2 separate regions of the Zea mays genome follow, and region 1 is linked to region 2. A link is a contact called in public Hi-C data. All regions are on one chromosome and are shown on one strand. Each heading gives the region's core, a stretch centred on a gene start, on an enhancer-like site or on the middle of the called end of the contact. The rest is flanking DNA. Distances are from core to core; before and after follow the strand shown.

What was found. Hi-C and Micro-C count contacts between places; a contact is called where the count stands out from the background.
Region 1: a Hi-C map of leaf shows a contact between it and region 2, with 8 times the contacts expected there. The contact joins the promoter of LOC100272327 here to the enhancer-like site in region 2. A contact is called at or near these places in 7 of 25 Hi-C or Micro-C datasets (ear, leaf and tassel) and 1 of 3 datasets of contacts at active chromatin or transcription factors (leaf).

What each region holds. Positions count from the first base shown.
Region 1 is chr4:125,729,169-125,735,515 of Zm-B73-REFERENCE-NAM-5.0, reverse strand. It overlaps LOC100272327 (CLP protease regulatory subunit CLPX3 mitochondrial), which reads right to left and starts at 4,518. Exons shown (of 15, transcript NM_001362666.1): 1 at 3,756-4,518; 2 at 2,384-2,445; 3 at 2,150-2,250; 4 at 1,925-2,004; 5 at 1,484-1,534; 6 at 1,300-1,374; 7 at 1,147-1,224; 8 at 507-563. The coding sequence starts at 4,490.
Region 2 is chr4:125,492,140-125,499,275 of Zm-B73-REFERENCE-NAM-5.0, reverse strand. No RefSeq gene overlaps it. Among protein-coding and RNA genes, the nearest start is that of LOC100283532, 56 kb to the right of the region's middle. Within about 2 kb of position 3,680, at least 15 of the 20 cell types and tissues checked have an H3K27ac peak or open chromatin away from gene starts, as enhancers often do. A contact at or near this core is called in ear, leaf and tassel, where this site is marked.

The sequences.
Region 1 (6,347 bases), core at 3,269-5,768, 240 kb before region 2:
ACTAGAACTACTTGGCAACTTATATAATTTAGTGCAGCATTAACACAGGGGTCCAAGACTTATTTGATTAACTAAACTCTTGACCTTCTCAGTGGGAAAATGGAGTTAACATAATCCATGTGTCCAGGCAAACTTTGGCAGGGAAAGTCAAAATTTGTAAGTATTGAAAAACAATTATCCAAATTATATGTGTATTTAGTGTACAAACAAAAGATGCACCAATATATAGTCCCAACGCTTGATCAATGCAAGTCGTATTCTGTTCTGGGAAGTCAAAGTTGACAAATTTTGGCAAACAATTAATTAAATTATATGCATCAGTTGCATCAACACTTCAACAGGTTAATTGTCATAGTACACTGAAGGTTATGTTGATTTCTAGCAATTGACAATGTGATGGAAGACGGCACAAAATCTATTTTTGATCACTTTGTCCTTTTAATATTTCTTGTGGAGAAGAAATGTAGAACAAAATCATAATTCATAAATAAGCTTGCAAACTTTACCTGTATATTATCACCACGAGGATGCTTCCTTGCTCCTTTCTCAGGAACGTTGACTATCTAAGCATGCCATAATTTCAAAAGGAAAAATAAATAAAACATTTATATAGAAATATGAAACAAGTTATAATTTTTGTTATACCCCCAATGAAGACAAACTAGTAGATAATCAAGATAGTGTGCCACCCATATCTTGTGGCTAAATCATAATTCAGATCACAAAAACTACATTATATACACAGACATTTTTTCTCGAAAGCATTATATACACAGACAAGTTGATTCGATTCACACATCGAGGCTCTCTCAGGCCTCAGAAGTGGAATAGGAGCGAGCTGCAATTTAATTTAATTTAATTGCGCTAACCAGGATTTGAAACTCGAGACCTCTGACTTTAATATCATATTGAGTTGCATGCATCAACCAATTTAACCCAACAGCTTAAGTTGATAGAGAAAGGTGAACAATTCCCTTTATATTCTAACAAATATGACAACAATCCAAAGAAACACGAGCGAACCAGACCATTGGGAGGTCAATAATGTGCCTTATTGGTCTTTTTAGACCACCCCCTTTTTCTGCTTAATATATAATGAGGCGCAGTTCTCCTGTGCGTTCGAGAAAAAAAAATAATGTGCCTTACCGTGCCTTCCAGCATTTTCAGCAATGCCTGCTGAACACCTTCACCAGATACGTCTCTGCTAATGTTAAGACTTTCAGCCTGCATGCCAAATCACAAACTAATCAACGCCCACACCAGGAGGGAAAATCCAAGCCAAAGATTGATATGACATACCTTTTTTGTGATCTTATCAACTTCATCTATGTACACCATCCCTTGTTGTGCTGCTTGCACATTAAAATCTGCCACCTAGTTAATAACAACATAGGACTGCCAAAGCTTACTCTCAAAGGCAAGATATTACAACAGTTCACAGTTCAACTTGTTTCACTGCACGTGTGCAAGTCAAAAGGCATACCGTGAGTAACTTGTATAATATAGATTCTACATCTTCTCCTACATACCCTGCCTGCAATAAGTGGAAAATTTAACCCTTAGTGCTAAAAACCAAGTGGATAGAATTGGGGAAAGGAATCTAATAGAGACCATATGTGCAATAGCAAAACACAAGATATGATCCTTATTTATTATTTAATTCACTGGCTCGGTAAGAACTAGATATCCAAACTAGGACTATGAGTGCAAACGCTCAACGTTGAGATAGAGAAATGTGATAGGTAGTTAGGTACTGCAAAATCAGTACCTACATTTATGCAAAATTTGTTAATAGCATACTTCTTGCTAACCTAGTTTAGATGGTCATTGATGAATGCCTGCAATACTCCCTATACAATGATGTTTGTTGTGTGCTTAACCAATATGCACTTCTCTCTAGAGGGCAATGTTAGTAAATACTTGCCTGGGTCAATGTTGTTGCATCAGCAATTACAAATGGTACATTCACAAAACGAGCTAATGTCTTTGCAAGTAAAGTTTTACCTGTGAAAGAAATGAACCGTCAAAATAAAATATTGCTGAGTGCCCTTTCTTTTTACAGACATTTTAGTTAATCCAAAATAGTAGTCACTAGTCAGAGCTGACATAAATCCAACTTTAAAATTTTAAATGGTTACAGATGTCTTACCAGAGCCAGTAGGTCCCATTAACAGCACATTGCTTTTCTCTAGTTCCACGTTGTCGTCATCATCAGCTTCCCCATTAAAACCACCCAAATCTGCTCCAGACCTACTTGTTTAGCTTATATACCGCAAAATTAGTCACTGAAAGATATTTATGATTCTAGTTTCTACGGGTGCAGGAATGAATATCATTCATTATTTACAGAAAAGACAAATTGACATAGCAAAGTGAAACTGACCCCTTTTGTAAAGTTTGATGGTATATCCGTTTATAGTGGTTGTAAACTGCAACAGATAGCACCTGCAAGTTTACAAGGATACATCAGTATTCAGACAAAGCAGAATAGATTATCATGAGAACTAGAACAAAAAAATATCTACGGAGAAACTTTCACAATTTGTGGCTAATATATCCCAATTAAAAGGTACGAAGAAACTTATTCTTTAACTTGAACACACAGGTGAGTTGTGTGTCATTGTATTAGAGATATAAAAGAAAAAAAAACAGTCACGCACTTAAGTCAAAGAGGCAAAGATCAGGCACAAAACACAGACAGAACATAAGCCAATGCACACTAAAGTAGAAAACTCCTCTACATAGGATCTAGATCAGATGAAAATTCAGACAGGACAGAAAATCAGATTATTCATCATTGTTTCACAGTGTTAAGGGGCTCACATTTTTACAATAAACAGAACGAGCAATAGAAACCATATCACAGCAGTCAGAGCTGCAGGCCCGAGCCTAGTGGGTGTGCAGCCTGTTCAAGGAAACAGGGGGCCCCCGAGTTCCAAGGGCCTCCACTTCTAGCACATTAGGCTAATAAATCAACTAATCTCTAAGAAAATCTTCTTCTCATGAGTCAAATCAGCTGTCTGTATGGTGTCTTTGTCTTTGATCACGACTACATCTCCATTTTAACATGAATGTCGTTCAAGATTTCATTTTAAAGAATAACACTAACAAAATAATACTATCCAAGTAAAATTATACAATACAAAATTGAATAGACAGTTAGACACAACTCTTAATATAACCTTTTTATCATATTATTATAGCCTATATTTGTATAGTTCTACTTTATAGATTGATATTCCAGAATTTTGTACAGGGCCTTAGATTCTGCTGGCCCGGCCCTGCAGAGCTGAATGGACTAACAAAGTGAAACCGCAGTGGAAAGCGCATTCCTTTGATTCTATTACAAACTTTATAGCACGGTCCGTTCCCAAATAACCATTTCAACAAAATCAGCATTATATATATATATATATATTCTTATTTCTTTTTCTCTAATTTAGAAAACATTTTCCATTGCAATTATATCCACTCACCTTTAAATAATCTGTAATCCCAACTCTAAACAAGAATTGAGTTGGAGAAAACTCACATTTTGTTGAAACAGCAAACAATCAAACCCAGCTGTGTTAAATTCCCTCAATCAAGTGAAGAAGTGAGACGGGGAGACCTAGTTTTCTAAAGAAATGCTGTAAAAGTCCCTCCAGTGAAGAATTGAAGTCATCAAAGGTTTTAGCACATTTTGCATGAGCTGGCCGCATCAGGATGCCAACTCTAACCATGAAAAGCTACCAACATGAAAGTATTTATTTCACCTTCTTGGCTCTGTCCTGCCCAATCACATACTTGTCGAGCCCCTTACAAATCTCCTTGGGCGTGGGCAAATCCCTGCCGAGATTGGAACCACCCCAGCCCTCCTTCCCCGCACCCTCGTCGCCAGCGCCACCTCCCCCGCCACCGCTGCCAGCAACGCGGACCACGTTGAGGTTGGGGTGGAACGGCGGGCCGGGCGGGACGTGCACGGCGACGCCGCCGCCTTCCCCGTCGTCGCGCGACGAGGAACTGGCCCTAATAGCCTCCCAGAAGATGGGGTCCCTGGCCCTGGCAGCGGGGTGGTCGAGGAGGTCGGCCCGGACGCGGCCGATCTCGACGAAGGTGCCCTGGAGCGGCGTGAGGACGTGGGGGAGGAAGAAGTAGGCGCTGCGGCAGTTGGGGCAAAGGTTGAGTGCCTGGTAGCCGGCGCCGGCGGCCGCGGCCGGAGGGCCCCGGTGGGAGAAGAGGATGTCCATGTGCTTGGAGCAGCGCGGGCAGTGGGCCTCCGCGCGGATACGGCGCGGCTCGGGCTCATCGGTGGAGGAGGAGCTGCCCCCGGAGCCCGAAGAGGAGGATTCCCACTTGCGCCGCTCCTGGAGGCGCCGGTGTGGGGGCGGCGACGGGGCGACCGCGCCAGCGGCCGTCGCGGCGGCCGGGCAGCACTCGGCTGCGGTGAGGGTGGAGGCGGCGCGCGTAGCGGCGCTGACTAGGCGACGCCACCGGAGGAGGCCGGACATGGTGGTGGTGGCCTGGTGGGTGCGGATTGATTTGGACTGGGGAGAGTCTAGAGGCAGAAAGGGGAGAGAGAGAGAGAGAGCGAGGGTGTTCTCTGCGTGGGATTTTTGCTGGCGAATTTTTCCGTGGCGTCGATGGGAGGAGATACGTGACGGCGGTCACTGAAATGTCGGGATCGGATAAGACTCTCTTCAACGGATGCCGCAGCTCTCCCACAATTTATGATGTGTTTGGTTTGGTGTCAACGAAAGATGGAATGTGATCAATCTGGGTTGACTCCGTCCCTTTTTTTTGAGGGATGACTCCATCCACTATTTTTGAAGAATATTCCTTGATCCTGACTCTGGACCTTCAAACCAAACATGAGTCAAGTTAGAATAATCTCACTCCATCCCTCTTCATCCTTCCTCATCCATCCATCCAAACACTACCTTAGGCTACAGTTCCCCTCTCGTACACCGGCGTCCTCCTCCTCTCCCGTCGCAATTCGTTCTCTCTCACGCTACATGGAGGGGCACTCTACGCCGCTTTCATCCCCCTGCACCGCTTCCTTCGCCCACACGACCGCGGGTGCGGAATACTCCGAGGCGCCTGTTGGAGGCGAACCTAGTCTGTCGTCTCCGCCGCCGGAAAAGGTACCCGTCGAGCCGCCCTCTCCCGCGATTCCGTTTTCCTGCTCCGGGCGGCGACCACCGGTGGGGACCTCGACATGGCTCCGCCGTCAAACTTGGCCGACCGACGAGCCGACAGATCCGTGCGAAGACGCTGCCGCCGTTGTTCTCTGTCAGCCGGCACGTCATCTGTGGGCTCTCGTCCAAAGGGAAGTCATCGATCCGGGCATAGATCTACGTTGAGTCGATCTGCTTCATTCGATCTGCAAGCTCCAAGGTACGATTCGTGTCTTCGCCAATGTCTCCACCTCTAATTGAATCCCTTGCCCAAATATACGTAGCTTCGATTTACACTAGGGTTTAGGTGTTCTTGAACTCCTTTCACAGTTAGGGTTTAGGTGTTCTTGAACTTTTTTGACAGTTAGGGTTTAGGTTTTCTCGGATCTCCGATTCGACCATTGTGTAGGTTGATTTCATCCCAAAATTAGCTTTCATTTCCGATAACTGTAAGGATCCATAGTTTCCTTTACCATGTTGGTCCGTAGTGTTGCTGTCTATGATTTCCACTAACTCAACCTACAATTTGCGGTAGTGTTTGCTTACAAGAGTAACCATTGCATGCAACTAACGAACACCTTTACTTATTATGCAGCTTCAAAACTTTAGTTGATTATTTGACGTCCACTTCAAGTAATTGAGGTTCTAATTCCTTTTTCGCTTTAGTTCATTGTTTTTAATCAATTTCATAAGTCTAGTTTCCATGGATGATGTCTATGCTTTCATGTTTGTAGTCTAATTCTAGTTTACTATATGTAACCAACAAATTTGCCTACCCATGGTTCAAGTGTTTATAAAATGTGTATCATTTGTTTAGCATTCTTCTTCCACAATAACAATTTTGGCCCAACATTTTATACATGTTACCCACACTTCCTGTATTTTGGTAGCTGCCATGACCACTTAAATTTCACTAATTAGTAACAACAGTGGGCCTAATTTTTTCATGTATGCACCTTGTCTAGCCAAGGAGAAACTGCCTGAGGATAGGATTCAAGATGAGCAGCCATGATGCCAAATTGCTACAAAACTTGGTCCTCAATCTTGCATCCTCAGTGGAAACTGGTGCATTCAATATTAGAAGCTTTCTAGAAGAGGCTTTCATGCATTTGGGTGACGAGCATTACCTTCTCAATGCTCTCCTTGCAATTCGAAAGGAGGTAGACCTCATGGAGCAGGATGCACTAGAGA
Region 2 (7,136 bases), core at 2,431-4,930:
CATCAGCTAACACCACACCACCTTCTGCCTCTACGGCTCCAGGCACGGCGTTGGGGTGCAGCTGGTAGTAAAGCTGGTGGACTTGCTCATGCAGCTCATGGGCATAATCCTCAAGATCATTATAGACTAGCACCATGTCCCGGAAACGGCCCATCAAATGGTTTTCACGAGCAAACGACGCCTCCCCTGACCGCAGCGTTGCTACCAGGCGTTCCTTCTGCTCAGCTACTTCCTTCTAAAGTTGTTTCTTCTCTGCTAGCAGCTCAAGAATATGGGCTGCATCGAGACACTGCTCATTGAAGGACACATCCAGGCGCTGTTGTAGCTGCTCCACTTGCAACGGAGGCGCACGACTACTGTTGTCCGCCTCAACCATATGGGAAGCCATCTGACGCTTTGGCACACCTCATGGTCTAGTATGCATACGGTGCGTCTGCTTGGGAGGATCCATTCTAGGTTCTTAAGGAATAAAGATAAAAGAAGAGATCAAAGGATTTGTAAGATTAGTAAGAATAATTTGGAACCACATATATCCTAGTAACCATCTAATTTAAGGGAGAAATTTTATTAAAGAAGTAAATGTCATGATGCATGCTTCGTTTCCTATTTGCCTCTCAACTATTGCCAACATTTAGGGTTATTACGTGTTATGGTGGTGGCAGTCCTACTCGCTCTGGAGTTCACTAGTCGCAATTTCCTAGAGTTTAGTCAATGTACCTGCAGAAGATTTCATTACATCCCATTTCCCCATGATGCAAATCACACACTTGGTCATAGTTTATACTCCATATATCTCCATTTGAAGGTCAGCTCCTCATTAAGCGTCGAGCCACGCATAGGCGTCGCTGCCACACTTTAACCACAGGACAGCTCATTGTGGTAACTCACCTTCTTACCTGAGCGTAGGTGCGTCATTACAAGTACATTACACTTCTCAGTATTCCCATATATGTGTACCCATACACGTCCATGGGGTACTGAATCCCAGAAAAATAAATACTCCATATCGTAGCCTTCGTATATACACATATGAAAATATGTATATAGTCAAGCGCCACATTTAAGCACTCCCCTAGACCGACATTTGTTCGGTCACGCTTTCGCAGCTCACCTTACCTTGTCGTCGATCCATCCAAAACTTAATGGCTCGAAAATAACATTACACATGTATGTATTACCCTTCCCAGTTGTGGGTTAGTGGTTAGTACCTTAAGCTAAGCCACCTATTAGTCCTTAGCTTACTATAGTACTATTTGCACTGTTACTACGAGGCATGTAATCAAGTTTAGATTTTTCCAAAAATCATTTGGACTCAAATTATTTTGAAGATATGTTCAAAAGAGTATTCTATTGTTCACAAGAAAGGGCGTATGCTCCGATACCAGCTGTCACAACCCAACCAAATTATCGGGCCAACATACACCCATGTTTGCCTTTAAGGCCTCAGATGGATATGTAAGTGAATCAGATAACTTACTCGGGGTGCCGAGTTTCGATGAACTTATTCATTTCCAAGGATCATTCACCTGTAATTGCGAACATTACAATAACCATACATCATGAAAACATGAATATAAACTTTAAACATAGGAATTTGAGCGGAAGACTTTACAATAAGATAATAGACATTAGCAAACTTTTAAGTTTCCAAACCAAGTAGTGTTTATTATTACATGCCCGTGGTAGAGTCAAAGTGCTAACTTATTACATAACTTGGGAAGATGCCTTCTTCCCACAAGCACACACATAAACAAAACATAAGAAAAGGTCTCCATGGTGAGCCTAATAGAACTCAAACGTGTCAAGAACCTCTCCTACAACGACATGGGGAATAAAACCCTGAATACGCAATTACTCAGCAAGACTGACCCGACTAAAGAAAAGACTCTCAAGGATATGCTGACTGATTTAGGAATGAAGGCAAAGGTCATCAATGTTCAATGACTCAAGTTTTGCATAAGAGCTTACTATTATTTGATCCTTAGGCCAGCTTTTACTTTTCAAGTTAAGTTATTACCTTTCTCTAGATTGGCCTATTCTAGCTCATTCACTTGGCCTAATCTAGCTTTCATTTATATAACACAAACTTGTTTTATTTCTTATCTACGATGAGGGTCGAAGATCTAGTCTTCATATCCGAGAAGTAATGGTGATCAGAATCGATTAATACCTAGTTGGGGATCTCCAACCACACGACATATGTAGCACTTAACCCTTTCATATGTCAACTCGCATGCGGTTTTCTCAAGACCAGTACGAGTTCACATGACCCAAGAGCACAGTACCCCACCATCCAACCACTTGCTAGGTGGGTACATGTTACTCCCGCCACCTCTCTGCTCCCAGTGTGTGCAAGCTGTTCTGGTATTGGTCCGACCGAGGCAAAGCTTACACATGACGAGGCATATGGCCAGTAAAAGGGTCCTAGATCAGCAGGCCAACAATCGTTGGGGTCCTTAAACGACACAGACAGGCGACCATTCCTGCTCAACGTCTGATCTCAATTTAAATTATTTCTCATAACCTTGTACCTATTAGAGGTACCATGCTTGAATGATGAAGTCATCAATTCCTTTGATACCTTCATCACTCCAAGCCCCTTTTCTTTGTAAAAACATGATTCATACATCAAAACATTTTGTTCTTAATCTATAAGCATACTAAGCATGTCTAGCTTTTTAAATCAGGTATCAAGGATGATAATCAATAGTTTAAGGAAGTTATGCAACAAAGGTTTAATCATTCAACTCCTATCACCTAATGCATCATATAAGTGATAACAATTTTGAAAATCACAAGGAATTTGTTAAATGCACTGGGGCTTGCCTTGATGAGGAGGAGAGTCAGGCTCTTCTACCAAAATATTGTAGTTGGCAGCAAAACCTATTGGAGGACCTTCGGGAACAACTTTAGTTGGAAGAACTGGTTCCTCTTCCACTTCCACTTTAACTTCTTCTTTTAGGTGTTCTACAAGTAAATCACAAGTATATGAATGCTTATGTAACGATATGCCATGCAAAATCTCACAAAGGAGAGGTGGAAAGCCTAATTACTCTTGAATGAGCATATGACAATTAAACTCATACTTCTAGGTTACTTAATATTTGCTCAAAGGGACCAAACTGAACTTATTTCAGAAAACCAGAGAACTAAATATTCTAAAGTTTGTCAACCTGGTTGCTTAACATTTTTTATGGCTTAAGTTTTGTCTAAACCTATATTAGTAGCAAGGTTTAGGGGTTTAAATATTCACATTTAGCTAGTTTGTGGTCTTCTAAACACATCAACTCCAAACAGGTCCAAATTTTTACCAGGAGCTAATATAGTGGCAATTAATTTCTTCACAGATTTTCATAATGTTTTGTGCTTAGGATTTACTTCTGTAATTCATTTAAGCTTTCTAGAGACACTTTTAAATTAGCTAAAACTCTCTTTCAATTGTAAAAATCAAAAAACATTATTTTTAACAGAAACTACATATTTTTATGGACTCTATAAAATTGGTTTCACAATTTTTGCATTTTTATAAATTTTCTGGTGGATTTTACCCTTCCCCAGGAAAAAGAAAAAGGAAATCGGTGAATAGTCCCGGGCCGAAACCTGCCCACCCAATTCGCGCCCACGTGGAACTGGCCCGCATCCTAGAGGCCGTGCCCGTGCTGCGCCTTTTCTACCAAGACCCTCGTGGAACCCAACAACTCATTAAGAGCCTAAAACCCTATTGTTGTGTCTCACTGACATGTGCACCGAGGCCCTTTTGTTTTTCTTTCTTCACAAACTCCGGTCCTCGATCTAACCCCGACGAGCGCCGGCCAACCGCCGTGCAAACTCACCGGTGACGGCCTCCTCCAACGAAGATAAACACCCAGACGTGATCCTCGAGGCTGACACACCCATAACCCGCAGTGAATCGGACTAAGATGACATATAGCCTGACTATCCCTGGCGGTGGCGGCATACCGAGCTTCGGCGAGCCCGAACCCAGTTCTAGGACATGGTAGCATTCAATCCAAGATTATGGTGAGCACGAGTGATCTATCTAGTGCACGTTGCTCACATGAGTTTACCCGGGAAGGGCATGGTTTGGTCAGTCCACGCAAAGGTGGTCTGCGGCGGTAATCTAGACAAAATCGATGGCGTTCTGGACGGGATACCACAGTAGCATTCAAAAGGGCAATGCCGTGAGCATCACCATCCCACATGGGTTATGAAACGCGAACAACTCGAACATATTACCTTCTAGGGAAGGCTGACCACGGGGAGGTGGGCAGTCACCCTGTATGGTCACCCCCTCCAAGGCAAACTCGTGTTCAAGCTGATGCAGTGAGACCAAGGAACTGGGAAAAGCTTAAGGGCTTAGCATAGGTGTATGGGAATGGTATGGCACGGTGAGAGAGGCGGGAAACCGATAGAAACACAGGGTGTTCAATTTGGTGCCATAACTCACCAAGGTAAATAGTTTAGAGAGCTGGAGCTGTTGGGGTCTTTACTAGAGTTTAACAAGAGTCCAACTACACTAATACGTCCCCCAATCCTTCTGCATGAGCACCACGTATGGGGAAAGCACAGGGAAGACAAAAGATGTGGCCAACTCCTTTTTCTGCATGTGGGACAGCAAAGAGGCATCCAAGCAGCTGAGTCAGCTAGGGGATGATTTTTACATCTCCATGTTTATCCCAGGCATGGTGGAGTTGTAGCAAGTGAACCCCCCCCCCCCCCCCCTTCCAGGCAACGAGTTCTTTTAGTTAGCCCACACCAGAAACACCTAGAGTAGTTAGTGGATGGAGATATTTTCAGGGATTTGGACTGTTCTGAACTTCTTCAGTTCACTACTGAGCCAAGTTCCTCCCCTCTTCCCATAAGAACAGGCCTATCTTACTTAAGAAAATTGGTGCACCAACTATAGGTCTTCAACTTTACTATAGTCTTCTAGGGCTAATTACACAAGAATCACAAGTTAGAATGCCCCAAAGTCGACCTCAATTCACTGAAACCAAATTCAGTTAGCTGAAACTGAATGTGTTACTCAGTCTGACAGGGTACCTTTGAGGGCATTTTACTCTCTAGTTGTATAGCACCAAACCTCACATACACAAGAAGTTTGTTCCCCTTCCTATGGTCTACGAACTTGGAATAAACACTATGGCTCAAAATCTCATGGATCAAGCACAACAGGGCTCCAAAGTTTACAAAAACACACTGTCAGGGTTACCTTAGTCTGAACAAAATCAGACACCTCACACACTCTGACAGCCCGTGTTCAAGCAGGCTTTATTCCTCTTTTTATGTAGTACCAAGTCAATCTCTCTTAAACAAACTTGTACCCTGATAGATACTCTACAACTTTATTACAAGGAGTATAGCTTAATACCTCATAGATCAAACACACTCACATCCCCAAATTGGACCAAATACACAATTTCAGAGTCTGAATTTGCATCAAGTCTAGGAATCCAGATTAAAGCATAGGATCTTTGGACCAATTTTTCTACCAGTTCCACACAGCTTTAGGGGCATGGAATTTAATAAAAGTTATACACCAATATGTGGTATTACACTTTGTTACAATACCTCCTGTCCAGAATTGTATGGATTTGCCATTAACAGGCTTTCAAAATTTCTTCATACCGTAAAAACTGGAGTTCATAAATCTCACTAAGTCATAATTTCCAGGATTAACATTCCGCTTTAGAGCAAGGTTTACAAGCAGTTCCATATGGTTTTAGGGCAGAGCAACTTAATCAAATTTTTGCACCTTGTGTAGCTCTACAGATTGTCTACAGTGATAATCTTCAAAGTATCCATGGATCAAAAGTTATGAAGGTCCAAATACAGCTAGTCGATAATATTTTCAGGAATCCAAACCCTAGGCCATAACTAAATTGTGAGTTTTTCTCCACGTTTTGCTATAAAACTTGAAAATCTCCACACATGAGACTTGTTTGGTTTAGGAATCTCTATAACTTTGGTATTTTCATTTTTGGCCAAATTTTGCCGGATCATATAATCCACTTTTGGGGTTAAAACTAAAGTTTCTCAAACTAGGTTTTCTGCTCTCCACTGATCACCTCATTACATTTAGATTGTTTTTTATTCTTGTGAATGCATTCTAGGTGTATTACAACCTAAATATGCCATTGCATATGATGACATGCCAAGTTTTAGTCCTGGTAACACCAGAAGTGTTACAGAGGTTGCCTTCATACTCAACTGATGAACGACGAGTGTCGAAGGGAAGTCATTGTTCGAAGTCTAGTATGATATAAAGTACCTTGGTGGCCCATTGTAAGCTTTATACCGCTTCATGATTTTTTTCTTAATGAGTTAACTTATACGCTTACTATTTAAATAATTTATAGTTGTAGACTAACTAGAGCCATCACTTGATTCCCTTCTGTTCCTACAGCAAGCCCTATGACAAAGAGGTACATTATGGCAACATTAAATCTTCCCTTTAAAAAAAGGTAGACTAAGATATTTCTCTCTATATACATATCAAGAAGGTTGTTGGAACTTTAAGCATCTACACCAACTAGAGCTATCAGTTAGGTTTCTACACCAAGTCCTATAACAAGAGGGTACAACTCCTTCATTCTATGTCTTCCTCCTTTTTATATCCATTTATTTGATGCCCTTCAATATCCATTTACATGTCATAAGAGTATATTGGAACTTGAAGACACTATACAGCCTGTTACATGTCCTAGCTCTATCTCCAGTTGTTATCTATGACAAGGGGAAGGCGAAGAAATTGAAGGTCATCAAGTCCAAGAATAAATTATGACCTTGTAATGTTTGATTTAGTAGTATGTTTGATAGCCAGATGTGGCTGAAACCTAGGCCTTTTGTTTTATTTTGCTAAAACATGACATGAATGGTGAATTATGTAACTGAACCATATGCTTCTATTGGTGAATAGAAGGGTAGAGGCATAATTGTCGAGTTATATGTGCTATATGACCTGTTTTGTTGTGAAATATTACTATAAAGGTTAAAGTATCTTGTAAAAAATTGCAACACATTTGTAATGGCTTCTGACAAAGCTAGATTTTTTAGTGTTTTGTGCCTCTGTGGCAAAAGGCTTGTAAGAGTGCCCACCAAAAATTGCCTAGATATTATGTTTAGTGGGTTTACTA